Linked DNA regions of Oryza sativa: region 2 is linked to region 1. A link is a contact called in public ChIA-PET data. All regions are on one chromosome and are shown on one strand. The core of a region is the stretch at or near the end of the contact, and the rest is flanking DNA. Distances in the headings are between cores, read along the strand shown. Region 1 holds the start of LOC4326230 (zinc finger CCCH domain-containing protein 5-like). Region 2 holds the start of LOC136356732.

Region 1 (3,406 bases), core at 601-3,100:
CTTTATCATGTTTCTAGGCGAGGAGTGTAGATTATGAGACTTCTTTTAGACCATTTGAAATTGTCTCAGCATGGAGAGTTGCCCTTTTTGTGTGTTTCCTTGTGTGTTTGTCCTACCAAAGCTCACATTTCTTGGTGGCACACTGTGGCACACTTAACATTGTAGCACACATGCACACCTTTTTGCCACCCCTTGAATAGGCCACTACTTGACAGCCTCATTGGTTGGCTGTTGCTAAGGCTGATTTTCAGCAACAGCCCATCGGTTGGCTCCTTAGACTATAGCATCAGATGATAGAAAAACTTATGCTGATAAGCATCAGCCTAGTTGTGCTGATATACAACAGCATATGCCAACCGATGGTGGCCTGAATAGGCCACTATAAAAGACCATCCATCCTTGACCACCATCACACTAAAGGAACTCAACAATAGTGAGGATTCTATCATATTCTCACTTATGGTGATGTGGCTCATTTTCTTGGCCAGCTTGCCAATGGATTTCTAGTTTCATCCGACAGATATCGTCGATGTTGCCAAAAGATTGCTGATCACGACGGGAGTGTTGTCATCTCATTAACATCATCATCGATATTGACATATACAACTTTGACCCACGTTTTTTATTGAATATCCATGTTTTGGTCATACATACTTTATTATTGACTGGACAGATCCACCGGTTGTTGACCTTGAACCACTGGCAATGGAAAATTCTATTATTGATGACATTAATGTTGTCTTTATCAATGAGGCAACGACCAAGGCTATCCTAATGAGGATGATGTTAGCCACAAAATTGATACAAAAATTCTAAACAATAAACAACATGTGTAACCAAGAGATTGATGCTCATGGATCGTAGCTTCATTTGCGGCCAGAATCAACACCGAGCATCAGGAGTGAATTGGTGGATGGTTTTCATTTCCTTTAAAAATTAAAAATAATTTATTCATCGTAGAGAGGATGGCCAAAGGCTTTTCACTCTCTTTTTGTTTGTGGAGTGGCATAACAAACTAAGTTGGGTTAACCAGTATAGCTTAATCGATAAAACCATAATAAATCAGTTTTAAGTTTGTGGTTTCCTTGTTTGCATTTATTATAAGGCTATCAATTTGTACTTATGTGCATGTAGTTTATGTGTATGTAGTATACCGCACAAACTCAGAAGATAAATCAAAATTCAACATGTAAACAAAGTTGGAGAACAAAGGAGGTGATGCTTGAATTTATGTAAAGAACACGGCCGTGTTCTTTTCTCCAACAAAAGTTGGATTAAATTTTGGATACTCGGGGCACATTTTTCAAACTGCTAAACGGTGTGTTTAGTGCGAAAGTTTTCTATATAAAAGTTGTTCTAAAATATTATATTAATCTATTTTTAAAGTTTGGAATAATTAAAACTCAATTAATCACAGGTTATTATAACCTCGTTTTGCGTGAAACACTTAATCTTCGTCTTCAGGACATTCAAACACCACCTAAATATAGAGTTTGGGTAATAAACAGAATCTTGTGTGAAAAAAAATGTGTAAAGAAACACTTTCAAAGGAGTTTGTGCGAAAAGGAAAAAAAGAAAACCCATTCCCTTCTCACGCAAGAAATAGCTACAGTACCATCACCACTAGGCTGCTACTGCTAGTGCTAGCCAGCGTCGTCCTCCTACTACTCGTGAGGCGAGAGGGCACGTGACGCGGTGGGGCCCACCTGCCAGCCAACCCAGCAGCAGCAGCAGCAGCAGCAGCAGATGGCAGCGACCGTCACGACGACCGCGCATTGAATGCGGGAGGGAGACGCGTCTACTCTTTCCGTTTCGCCCCCTCCTCCCCCCTCCCCCCCCCCCCCCCCTTCGCTTTCCTTTCCTTTCCTTTCCCTTCTCTGCCACTTTCCCCTTGGCGCCTACTCCACCACCGTTTCTCCGCCTCCTTGTCCCACTCACGCGGAGAGGAGAGGAGAAAGCCACGCGACTCGAGGCGACCGTACGGCGGCCGCGACGAGGAGGAGGAGGAGCAAGCCACGCCGAGATTTTGGTGGGGAGGGAAGAGGAGGCGGGCCTCCAATTTCGCCTCCGATTCTGTCTCCGATCGCCGGTCGCGGGAGGAGCGGCGGCGGGGGGAGGGCGGAGAGGTTTGGGGTGGTGGTGGTGATGGAGCCGTACGCGGCGGCGGAGGGGGGAGGAGGAGGAGGAGGTGGAGGCAGCACCGACACCGGGCTCGAAGGTACGGAAGCGGAATTCCCGACCAAACCCCGTGCCCTTGCGGTTTTGGTTGGGGTTTGGGTTTGGGGGGGTGCTAGGGTTTTGGATCTTCGTGTGCTCGAGCTCGAATGTGTGCGGCGTTGTGAGGTTTTTGTGCTTGTTTGCTGCAGAGTCGATGTGGAGGATGGGGCTGGGCGGCGGCGGGGGTGGCGGAGGGGAGGCGGTGGCGGCAGGGAGGCTGCCGGAGCGGCCGGGGGAGGCGGACTGCGTCTACTACCTCCGCACGGGGGCTTGCGGCTACGGGGAGAACTGCCGCTACAACCACCCGCGCGATCGCGCCGCCGCAGCAGTGGTGAGCACCAATTCCCCCTCTCGCTGCTCTACTCCTCTTTTTTTTTTTTTCACCTCCTGACTTTAGCTACGGTGACAATGACCGCCCTATTGGATTACGTCCGGTTGATTTTGAGGTGGGGGGCTTCAAGCTGAAACCTCTCGCCGAGAATTAATTCTACTTATGGCCTGTGGGATCTTATCTTGTGAGCATAGAAGTGAAAGTTGATTGCGCCTTTGCTGGTAGCGATGGTTTGCTTGATTAGTTTGGTGTCTCGGTCTTATGGTTGATGTGGACAATTCTGAGCTCCACATGCAGGCCTAGCCACTTGTCTGGTCCTTTTTTTTTCTGTTGGCAAACGCTTCCCCTTTTCTTTTTTAATCTATGTTTTGCTTATGGATCAAGTAGATGGACCATGTGCTTTGAACTGGTGGTAAAGATTAGAGCCTTAGGTAGAGTGTAATGATTGTGAATTCATGACAATGGATTGAAATCGAGGTATTTTATCCTGCTTTTGATTTAAACATTCATATTGTTATTTGTTTATTAGTTAAATGGAGGTGGGAAGACCACACATTCGGCAGAGTATCCAGAACGGCCGGGGCAACCAGTTTGTGAGGTAATTTATCTGATTCTCATTTTGTGCAAGCTCTCACTCATATGATCATATCAAACCCAAAAAAATGTGCCTATAGAAGTGGGCAACCTATTTAGGCTACAGATGATTTTTTTTTTTGTGTGTGTCATGTGCTGGATACTCTTCGGGTTAACATTTTGTGATAAAAAATGCAGTACTATATGAAGAATGGAACTTGTAAGTTTGGCTCTAATTGCAAGTATGATCACCCAAGGGAAGGCTCTGTGCAAGCAGTCATGTTA
Region 2 (3,406 bases), core at 248-2,747, 58 kb before region 1:
AGAACCCCCAAAAATGTTTACTAGCGTAGATACGCTGGAGGCTTCCTCATACAGATATCAAAATCTTTTGTTTGAGCAGAGAGCACACTTCATAACTTTGTAGGCCAAATGATTTTTGATATTTCCATCAGAGCATGTAACTACCACTGTCCACACAATCAATTAATTCGTACAACTGATAATGCCAAACAGAAATGGCTCATTCCGTAACACCGTTATTTCTGATATTTCCTGTTACACCATACTGTTATGCTAGCATTCAAAATGAAACCAGAAATGTAGATGTAAGGCAGTGTCATACATTAGAAAGGATAGTTTTACTTTGTCTGGGAATCAAAAGATAATCAGAACCAATATAGCTAAGATTATTTCTGAGATGCAGCTTTAGCAGCTGAACACGAGCAAGGAGAACTCTTCAGAGGTAGCAATCAAATCATTTGCCCATTTCCCAGACAATGGCACTGTCCTCTGCATCAGCAAGTAAGAAGAGTAAGTATATGTACAAAAATATACAGGCAACAAACAAAAAGGTGTTACATGCTTTCAATTGTTCAACCCAACATTATCCAAGACAAAAGAAGAGTAATGCTTTCAATTGTATAATACAACATCATAAGTTTTCAAGAAAACAGTTACTTTGCAAGAACGTAAGTTGAAGAGCACTGCTACACGTACTAATTTTTTCTTACTAAATTTGTACTAACAATCATATCAACCGTTTGATTTAAGCAGATGGAAGTTATAAAAAATCTAGATGGACTCATAGCATGACATGTCAGTGTTAGTAAAAATTTAGTAAGAAAAAGTTAGTACGTATAGACTTTTCCTAAGTTGAATGGCCCCTCCTGCTACCAAATAAAACAAGAATGCACCTTTGATCTTTTTGTTTATCCAAACCTCAAGCAGCATCCCTGCGCCAACTCCAGCAGCACACGCAGCGCCATAGATTGCCAATGCAGAAGGCAAAGATCGCCGAGGCAGAAAATAGCATTCAGGAACTTGTCTGATTTTCTTCGGGAGACGCTTTTTAACAACTGGTTGGCTTGGGTCGGTGCTCACCGAACCACCAACTGTTTTCCAGTCCACATTCTTCAGCATATCTTTTGTGTCCTCACTGCCCATCCTGAAAACGCCTGTATGCATCAATGTTAATCAGAACCAAGCTCCAAACACTATCTGAGAAAGTGAGTGGCAGCTCCAAACACCACGTCCCACTAGGCCCGAAAACCTTAATCCGCGAATGTCTGAACGCGGCAATGGGGGTTTGGGTTTAGGGTTTCCGGGGGAGAGGAAGTGGGGGATGGATTCCATGGTCTTAGAGGGATGGCCTGGGAGGCAGAGGACCGGCGGCGGCGGCGGCGGAGGGGCGGGGCGAGGGGATGTGGAGGAGGAGGAGGAGGAGGAGGCGCGGAGCTGACCTGGATCGCCTCACCGTCGGGGAGGTCGAGCTCGTCGGCGTCGTCAGGAAGGTCGCCAGCGTTGTTGCGTTTTTTTCTCGCTGTGTGGCGTTGGAGAAGCGAGAGAGAAAGAGAGAGGAGGAATGTGGGCCGTGGGCCTGGGCCGTCTCAGCAGCAGCGCTGACAAACTGTAACAAAGAAGGCATAAGTTCACTTTAGGTCCCTTTATTTGTCTCTTAGTCCGATTTTCGTCCCTGCAGCACAAAACCAGATACAACGCATCCCCAACTTATAAAACCCGTGCAAATAAGGTCCCTCGGCAGTATAGTCCCTGGTTTCGTTTGACGTGGCAAAAAAAAAAAAACTAGGACCCACGTGTAAGTGACTGTTCGACTAAAAATAAACTATTTATAGTGGGACCCACGTCTCCTCCCCAATCTCGCTGTCTCTTGCCGTCTCCTCCTTCTCCCAATGCGGCGACCCAGCGGCGGGATCCATGCGGCGGCGGCCAACCTGGCGGCGGGACGATGAGCAGTGGCCGGCGGGGAAAAGGGGCAGAGCGCGCCGACTTGGAGACGCTTCGGCGACATCGTCCACCTCGACACGAGCGGTGGACGCGGCGGATACTCCTCTTCCTCCTCCCCTCTCTTGGTCACTGGCCAGTGGTCACCGCTCGCCGGAGAGGAAGACAAACTTGTGGTGGTCGTCGGCCGATTGGCAATCATTCGGCAACGACGACCGATGCTGGTTCAGCCGCCGAACGCCGACGCCCAGCACACTGACATCCCCGACGGCCGCTCCTTCCTCGGCGTCCCCCGCTACTACCGCCACAGCCTCACCGTCCTCCAGAGAGCCGTCCGCTCCTGGAATGCCCACAACCACAAGCATCCAATGACGGCGGCGGTGGCGCCGTCCGCTTTTGTGTCAACTTCGGTGACATCGTCGACGGCTTCTGCCCCAAGGACAGGTCGCTGCTGGCCGTCCAGGCCGTCGTCGCCGAGTTTGACCGCTTCCTCGACGCGTACGACTTCAACGCCGTGGGATGGTCGCGCGACCACCCGATGGCCGCGGCAGCGGGGAGATTCTTGGACAAGAGGAACCCGAACACGGACAAGAACAACCCGAGCGGCCTTGCCGGCGTGGCCAGGCGGTTCGTGATGTTCAACGGTGCCGTCTGTGAGGCGCAGCTGCGGTGGCTCGACGGCGTGCTGCGGGGTCGGTGCTGTGGCGGGAAACTGCGGTGGTGTGCAGGCACCTGCCGCTACACCTCGGCGCGGCATCACTGTCAGGGCTGATGTGGAACTATGAGGGGGTGATGCGCGTGGTGCACCGGTACGGCCGCCGCTCCGCCCACGTTCCGCCGCCGCTCCGGCCGCCGCCCGCCCCGCTTCGCCCCTCTCTTCCTCCATCCCTCTGCTCTGCCGCCGCTCCGGCCGCCGCCCACCACGCTCCGCCGGCTGGAGAAAGAGAAGAGGGAGAGAGAGAGAGAGGGGATAGAGAGTAGTGAGGATGACGTGTGGGCCCACGTGGGTCACACCATTTTTTATTACGATTTTGCTATCGATTTTGCTATATCTCACTCGAAAGATTTTTTCTTATCTCTCACTCGATTTTCTTACTCAAATTTACAGTGCATTTTCTTGTAAGTTACAGTGTAATTTATGAAACTTACACTGTAACTTTTGTAAGTTACACTGTAATTTTTGAATCTTCGCATGTAAATTTTAAATTTTGTATTGGATTTGGTCTTTTTATTGAGGATATGGTAATTTAGTGTCCATTATGGTGTTTCTTAATTGCTTTTTGCTTTTTATTATATCTATCGGATTTTAATCTAAAGATTAAAAATCTGTGTGATACGATTATAAAAATCTTTCGAAAGATGTATAGTTACTCCCTTTTGCTATATCTCACTCGAAAGATTTTTTCTTATCTCTCACTCGATTTTCTCACTTAAATTTACAGTGCATTTTCTTGTAAGTTACAGTGTAATTTATGAAACTTACACT

The links. ChIA-PET counts read pairs in DNA pulled down with a chosen protein or histone mark.
Region 2: an RNA polymerase II ChIA-PET map of leaf shows a contact between it and region 1, with 6 times the contacts expected there. The contact joins the promoter of LOC136356732 here to the promoter of LOC4326230 in region 1. A contact is called at or near these places in 2 of 15 Hi-C or Micro-C datasets (leaf and an unstated tissue) and 2 of 4 datasets of contacts at active chromatin or transcription factors (leaf and seedling).

What each region holds. Positions count from the first base shown.
Region 1 is chr1:8,609,752-8,613,157 of ASM3414082v1, reverse strand. LOC4326230 (zinc finger CCCH domain-containing protein 5-like) reads left to right here and starts at 1,850. Exons shown (of 7, transcript NM_001401637.1): 1 at 1,850-2,218; 2 at 2,367-2,548; 3 at 3,078-3,146; 4 at 3,320-3,406. The coding sequence starts at 2,146.
Region 2 is chr1:8,667,018-8,670,423 of ASM3414082v1, reverse strand. It overlaps LOC136356732, which reads right to left and starts at 1,497. Exons shown (of 3, transcript XM_066310988.1): 1 at 1,419-1,497; 2 at 873-1,133; 3 at 97-468. The coding sequence starts at 1,122. The coding sequence ends at 434. It also overlaps the pseudogene LOC107278753.